Regions from separate parts of the Danio rerio genome. Here region 2 is linked to region 1. A link is a contact called in public Hi-C data. All regions are on one chromosome and are shown on one strand. The core of a region is the stretch at or near the end of the contact, and the rest is flanking DNA. Distances in the headings are between cores, read along the strand shown. Region 1 overlaps esyt2b (extended synaptotagmin-like protein 2b). Region 2 holds the start of dync2i1 (dynein 2 intermediate chain 1).

Evidence for each region. Hi-C and Micro-C count contacts between places; a contact is called where the count stands out from the background.
Region 2: a contact with region 1 is called in a Hi-C map of hematopoietic stem cells, with 2.2 times the contacts expected there. The contact joins the promoter of dync2i1 here to the enhancer-like site in region 1. A contact is called at or near these places in 3 of 18 Hi-C or Micro-C datasets (caudal fin, embryo and hematopoietic stem cells).

The regions. Positions count from the first base shown.
Region 1 is chr7:40,449,387-40,453,200 of GRCz12tu, reverse strand. The region is part of intron 1 of esyt2b (extended synaptotagmin-like protein 2b); the gene reads right to left. si:ch73-174h16.5 reads left to right here. Exons shown (of 19, transcript XM_021477935.3): 9 at 1-61; 10 at 737-892; 11 at 999-1,082; 12 at 1,325-1,480; 13 at 2,187-2,408. Among named protein-coding and RNA genes, the nearest start is that of si:ch73-174h16.5, 11 kb to the left of the region's middle. Within about 2 kb of position 2,255, at least 4 of the 62 cell types and tissues checked have an H3K27ac peak or open chromatin away from gene starts, as enhancers often do.
Region 2 is chr7:40,485,514-40,489,357 of GRCz12tu, reverse strand. dync2i1 (dynein 2 intermediate chain 1) reads left to right here and starts at 2,014. Exons shown (of 20, transcript XM_073908848.1): 1 at 2,014-2,126; 2 at 2,522-3,116; 3 at 3,213-3,268. The coding sequence starts at 2,112. All of the region lies in intron 1 of esyt2b (extended synaptotagmin-like protein 2b), which reads right to left.

The DNA.
Region 1 (3,814 bases), core at 1,006-3,505:
GGAGAGTTGCTGTTTTATTCGAAAGGATGGTCCTAAATCGCTTGATTATACTAAAGATCCAGTAAGTATCAAATATATGTAATAATGTGTGCACTAGTATGCATGTTTTCAGATTACAGGTCACTCACCCTTCTGTACATCATAAAAACATTGAGCTGTCCTATAAATAAAACTGTTAAAGTAGTAAATCTTTATTACAAACATGAAAGTTATGGGTATTTTTAAGGTTATAAAAAAATATTAACATTTCGTCACCTTATTAAAAGGTTCTATCTGACATTTTTGTCAAAATTGAGGTATTGGCATATTCTTATTAATTGACAACTATTTTTAAGTTTACGTTATGGGATATTTTTAATAAGTTGTTTACATTTTAAGACTTTTTTATTTAAAAAAAACAAATGTTACACACATACTGTTTGCTATGGAATGCAAAAACTTTGAAGCTCAATATCTCAAAATCATTCAGAACGCATATAGAACCTTTTAATTCCGAGGTGATGTTTTGTTTTTATGGCTTTGGTAATCATTATACCAGCAAAGAAATACCAGTCATTTTTGACTTTGTGTGGACATATTTTGGTCCTAAATTATTAAAATTTATTTGTATAAATTAAAAGAAAAAACGTTTATGTTAAGGGTTAATTATAGGATATACAGTGTGTACAGTATAAAATACATTATGCATATGCAATTTCCCCATAAAACCTGAAATAATCCAAATGTTTGATTAAAGGACTTTGGAGTTTTCATGGCAAGACATAAAGATCTGGAATCCCTACGAAAAGGAGAGATTGAGTGCAGAACTAAAAAAATAGCCACTGTACAAACCAAACAAGAGGCCTTTAGTAATTACCTGAGTAAAATTTACAGACAACCCCTTGATATAAGAGTAAGTTCATGACTACAGTTCAACTTTTATTTTCTGTTTAATTTATCAAAAATGTGATATGTTTGTGAAATTATTATGATATTAAGACTCTGTATGATTCTACTAGATTCCAGAGGATATGTTTGAGATATGTTCTTTACTGTTTCCACCTAAACATCCTGAGCTGCCTCCCCTGCCTCCAAAAAGACAGGTTTGAGAATGTGTATAGAATACATTTGCTTCATTTTAAAATGATGTTACATATATATAAACCAAATGTTTTTTATATTTACCATTAGAGTAAATTTAAATATATATATTATATTATATATTATAAATGTCAAAAAAAACTTTATTTGTTTTTTAACGACTTAAATTTTTGCTTTTGTGGAAATGCGCAGTGTTTGATGGAATTGTCTTTTTTTTTTCTTTTTTTTTGCCTGTCATGAGCAGAGCGATCTAGATGAAGTGCAACTCCTGCATAACGGAGAGGAGGAGAGGAAGGAGGGGGGAGAGTCTAAAATGCACCCTCCACCGATTCTAAAAACACAATCCATACAGAAGAGCCCTTTCCCCCCTCGACTGATGGAAGAAAAACACATATTTCCTGTTAGGATATTGTTGTGTTTTTTTTAATCCTAAATCTAGTCTCATGCATTTGATTAAAGTTACATATATGAGTAAAATAATATATCTCATATAGGGTGCATTTGTACTCCCCCCTGTTGGTGCACAAATTATGCAATTAAGCATGATTGTTTTTAACCCTTTATTGGGCAAGTAATCGTATATGCTAACTTCATTGACATTTATTTAAAATATGACTTTTTTTTCTTGTAAGTCTTGTAATAACCCTTACTAACACTCCAGGCTTTACTGATCTGTATTTCAACGAGTGCCCTATAAAGGGTTAAAAAAGAAGAGTCCTGTTATCAGTTATGGGTAAAAACACTTCCATTATGCTTTAACATCAGTAACCTGACACTGTAGTGACTTTTTGTATGTTGATGGTTGCCCCTGACTGTGTTTTGTAAAGGTGTGGGTAATAGTGTGTGATGTTAAAATCACTTCTCACACAAAGGCAACTTTAAAAACACACTGCTTTCTGTTGGTCAAAGTAATTAATTGACTTATTCACATATATATGTGGAACTTTTTTGTATTCATTGAAAACTTTTGAGCAATTTCTAACTTGATTTTGCATTTTGCCAAGCAATGGTAAATGCAACTACACTTCAAGGAAGAAAATCTAATGATGTCACCTAACCATTTCATTTCTTCCTCTAAATGCTCTCTCATGTTCATTTCTTCACAGCCTCCAAAGCCCCCTTCCCCAATAAAACCTTCTACACCCCGTCAGACTCCACCCCCCAAACCTTCACCACCTCCCCCTCCTATACCCACCCCTATCCCACCTCCGTCTCCACCTAAACAACCCACTCCCCCGCCCCCTCCACCCCCATCTTCAAATATTCCAGAGTTCCTCCTGCAGTTTGTGGATGAGCCATGGTTTCAGAAGATGTTTCCTAATCTGAGTGTAAGACCAATACAAACACCACAACCCAGCAAAAAAAGCCACCTACAAATGAGAAATTATAAGCATCTGTTTGCATTCTGAGGGAATTGGAGATACTGCGCTTTAAGGTTTTGGGGATCAAGTTTTCTAAATAAAACAAAGCATAACATGCAAATTTGGGGTGGCGCAGTGGGAAGTGCTGTCACCACACAGCAAAAACGTCACTGGTTCGAGCCTCGGCTGGGTTAGTTGGCATTTCTATTCGGAGTGTGCATTTTCTCCTCATGTTGGCATGGGTTTCCTTTGGGTGCTCCTGTTCCCCCCAAAGACATGTGCTATAGGTGAATTGGGTAAGGTAAATTGTCTGTAGTGTATGGGTGTTTCCCAGTGATGGGTTGCAGCTGGAAGGGTATCCGCTGTGTAAAATATGTGCTGGATAAGTTGGCAGTTCATTCCGCTGTAGCAACCCCAGATTAATAAAGGAACTAAGCCGAAAAGAAAATGAATGAATCAATTTTTTTTTTTATCACAGAATATATATAAAGTCCTGTGAAAAGGTTTAAACATCATATCAACTTACAGTTTTTCCAAATCTTTGGCAGGTAAAACTTTTTTTTAAATAAGCCTCAGATAAACAACAACATTTAGCATTAACAAAAAGAATAATAAGTCAAGCACTACTTATCAAATGCCTTAACAGACCATTAGCAGTTTTAGCAGTTTATTGATCTGAAGTCTTCAAGTGTGTATTAACAATGCCCATCCCGCAGTAAAAGCTGAGCCAAATTGGGTCATAAAACAATGATCCCAAGCACAGCAACAAATCTTCAAAGGAACAGCTGAAAAAAACAATAATAATTACGGTGTTCAATAGTCCAGTCAAAGTCCAGATCTTCGATAAGAGCAGTACAAAAAACTCAAGCAAGCCAGTGGTGAGACACAAACCTACCAATCGACCAAAGTGAAGGCAAAAACCTTGACAGAAACCAGGCTCAGTTGGCACGACCATTTCTCCTCTGGCCAAACTTCTTGTGCAGAGCTGCAGTCTAGGTGTTTGAGGCTGGAGATCGCTGGACATCCATTGTGAAGAAACAGCAGGTGCGAGTTGGTCATCGGCGGGTGTTCATGTTGGTCCACGAGATCAATGTGAAGACTTGGGTCTTTCAGGAATCAGTCTCATGCTCTCCATTCCTCCATGACCACCACAGCATCTGTTCAGGATACGGCCTGGTCCAGGATTATGGATACTTTGGCATCTTCTCTTCACAGTACTTGGATCACATTAATGCCTCAGCACAATCTCTAGAGGCCTCTGAATGAGTAACCCCAGGTGGAAATAGAGAATAAAGAAAATGATCTGAGAGACTGATGAGTTCAAAATGATCCCTTCAAATAATTATTGCTAAAAGTGGATCTACAGGTATCTG
Region 2 (3,844 bases), core at 765-3,264, 36 kb before region 1:
GAAACAATATATTTTAATTAAAGAAACATTTAAAATATTTTTGAGCAGTAGACATGTCAGGCTAAATAATTAAAATAAATCATTGACTTCTGCAGTCTTCATTATTTTCAAAAACACATTTTAAAAACTTGAAAAGGCATCTTCGCAGATCTTTCTTTTCTTTGGATATAAAGTAAGCAACTGCACTGTGCTGGTATATAGCATGCTTGGATGTTGGTTTATAAGCTAAATAAAACTAAATAAAATAAAAAAAAACTTTAAAATACAACAAAATCTTAAATGTATCATAGGAAAGGTATAACAAAAAATGATAGCGGTTTTACCTTGAGTTTTTTCAAACCGTGATAAACCTTGAAATCGGTTATTGTCGCATGCTTACAAAGTAACAGATAATGTCATTAAAAATATGAGATTAATTTCAAAAATAAATGTCAAATATTTTGTTGTTCTTATTTATATTCTAAAAATATTAAAACCACCAATCTAACAGTGATTGAAACCTTAGTTAAAGACCTTTATTAGATTCATACACATGACAAATGTAAATACAGACACAATACCCATAATATTTCTTTCAGTTTTTAAAACAATAACTTTAAGACACAACGTAAATTAAAAACACAACATCCAAAATGCTTGTACAAATCATTCAGCCCACGAATACTTTTTTTTGTAAACAGCCTTCCATAAATAACCAAACGAGATGATAATAAAGAACATTAAAGTCGGAATTATTAGCTTCCCTGAATTATTAGCCCCCCCTGAATTATTAGCCCCCTGTTTATTTTTCCCCCAATTTCTGTTTAAAGAAGAGCAATTTTTTAACACATTCCTAAACATAATAGTTTTAATAACTCATCTCTAAAAACGTATCTATTTTATCTTTGTCGTGATGACAGTAAATAATAGACTAGATATTTTTCAAGACACTTCTATACAGCTTAAAGAGACATTTAAAGTCTTAACTAGGTTAATTAGGTTATCAGGTTAATTAGGCAAGTTATTGTATAACAATGGTTTGTTCTGGAGACTACTAAAAATATATATATATATATATATATATATATATATATATATATATATATATATATATATATATATATATATATATATAGCTTAATAGGGGTAATTATTTTGACCTTAAAATCTTTTTAAAAAATGAAACTGCTTTTATTCAAGCCGAAATAAAACAAATAAGACTTTAGAAGAAAATTCCCTGCAAACATCATTTGGGAAATATTTAAAAAAGAAAAAACAATTCAAACGGGGGCTAATTCTGACTTCAACTGTATATATGCTTAGAACACAGACTTACATCTTGACTATTTTGACCAGATATGCCCAAAGAAGGGCTCGCGGGACAAAGTTGGCCCATATTGGTTTGGCCCACCATCCCACCTGAAAAGAGGGGGAGAATGATAGGGAGGTTATTGAGGATTTAAAAAAAAAGACAACTAAAATTAAAAGTTTCAATTAAATGTTGAAAATAAATCAGACTTTTAAAACGTAAATACTGTCAATTGACAACACTAACGAGCAAATCAAGGCAAATTTTAAGGCAGCTCGACTAGTGTAATCAGCATTGAACTCCATGTTATAAATGGGATTGTTTATGTTTTTACTGTAATGTTCATTATATAATGCTAACAATGATACTGCATCTTAAATTAATAAGTTTAAAGCAATGTTATTTCTAGTTATTTTTAAATCTTAGCAAATTATTAGAAAATTACCCATGGCAAATTTAATATACGGTTTGGTGTATTTAGCTTTGGCACACAGCCCTCAATCAAGTTTGGTTTTTTGGCCTTTTATAAAAAAAATAAGTTTGGCCGCCCCAGATCTTGACAAATAGGCAAAGACTGTAGTCATTTTATCAGTTCGATTTCTCGACTATTGTTAAAAATCGACTGCGTGTCCCATAGTAACGTTTGTATCAAACGACTGCTCTTTGCTCGATTTATTAGTCTGTTGTTACCAGCTAGTCATGTTGCCATAGTATCATTAAACTGCGCGTGCGCTGTAGCTGTGTAGCGGGATGGCGGAGGAAAAAGCTGTCAACACAAACTTACGATTGTTGGATAAATAAGAGAAAGTGGATCCCTGAAGTAATGCGCTCTGTGAAGGTATAGCAACTCTTAACCCGTATGATAGAAACTGGTGAATAGAGACTGTTTTATTGCTGATAGTTTAACGCTAAACAGTGCGATTAGCCACTCGTCGATAGCGAAATAAAACTGCTTCAGTTAAACCTGTTCATTACTGTCATCTCATAATGTGAACACTGAGTCAAGCAGTACTTAATTAGTTATATTATGTATCGTTAACGCAGCCACGAGCTTCATTCTTCACAGTTTTAACACATGTACTGTCCATTTCCCTCATAAGAAAATAACTAAAGAAGACACTTGGAGGTCTGATGATTTAAAAGTGCACATTCAGGTAATCTGCAGTTTGCTTGTGTGCAAGTAAAAGAGATAGCTTAAATGCACAACCTGTTAAAATGCTATTGTTTCACCAGGCACACAATGAGGAGAGCAGAAGAAGATCCAAGCGAGTAGAGGAGCACAGAAAACACAGGGATGGAGAATCAGAGGATCGCAGACACAGAGATCCTGACCGAGATCCAAGGAGAGAGAAAGAAAAGCGGAGAGAACGAGAGGGGAGTAAACACAGAGATCCAGAGAGGGACAGAAACCAGGATATCAAACGGGAAGATGTCAGGGAGGATAGACACAAAGAGAGAAGGAGAGAGCGGGAGAAAGCGAGACATGGGGATGGAGATGAAGATGAGAAAAGATATAATAGAGATGATAAGGAAAATGGTGAAAGACGGAGGGATAGAGAGAAAGACAGGAATGTGGACATGTACAATCAGGAGGACAAGGAAAGAGAAAGAGATAGAAGGAGGGCTGAGAGAGCTCGAAGGAAAGAGGAGAGAGGAGAAGGAGAAAAAGAGGAGAGGGAAAGAGACAAAGAAAGAGAACGAGAGAGAAGAGAAAGACACAGAGCAAGAGAAAGTGACCGGTATAGACTTGAATATGATGAAAAGCAAAGAGAAGGAGAAAGGCGAGAGAGACACAGCGACAAAGAACACTCTGGGCACAAAGAAAGAGGTTTGGTTATAGCAGTTTATAAATAGTGATTTTTTTTTATTTCATTTAATTTTTTTCTGAGAGTGTGTAATGTATATAAGATCTCTTTTGTTTCAGAACACAGAAGGGATAGAGAAGATAAAGAGAGGAGGAGAAGAGATAAAGAAAGTCATGTAAGTCAAATCAAAGGTATTGCACTTACACTTACCGGCCACTTTATTAGGTGCACCTGTCCAACTGTCACATGGCAGCAACTCACTTCAGCAACGCATTTAGGCATATAGACATGGTCAAGACGATCTGCTGCAGTTCAAACCGAGCATCAGAATGGGGAAGAAAGGTGATTTAAGTGAGTTAGAATGTAGCATGGTTGTTGGTGCCAGACCGGCTGGTCTGAGTATTTCAGAAACTGCTGATCTGCTGGGAATTTTACGCACAACCATCTCCATGGTTTACAGAGAATCATCAGAAAAAGAGAAAATATTCAGTGAGCGGCAGTTCTGTGGACGCATATGCCTTGTTGATGCCAGAGGAGAATGGCCAGACTGGTTACAGCTGATAGAAAGACAACAGTAACTCAAATAACCACTCTTTACAACCGAGGTATGTAGAAGGGCATCTCTGAACACACAACACTTCAAATTTTGAGGTGGATGGGCTACAGGAGCAGAAGACCACTCTTGTCAGCTAAGAACAGGAAACTGAGACTACAGTTCGCACAGGCTCACCAAAATTGGACAATAGAAGAT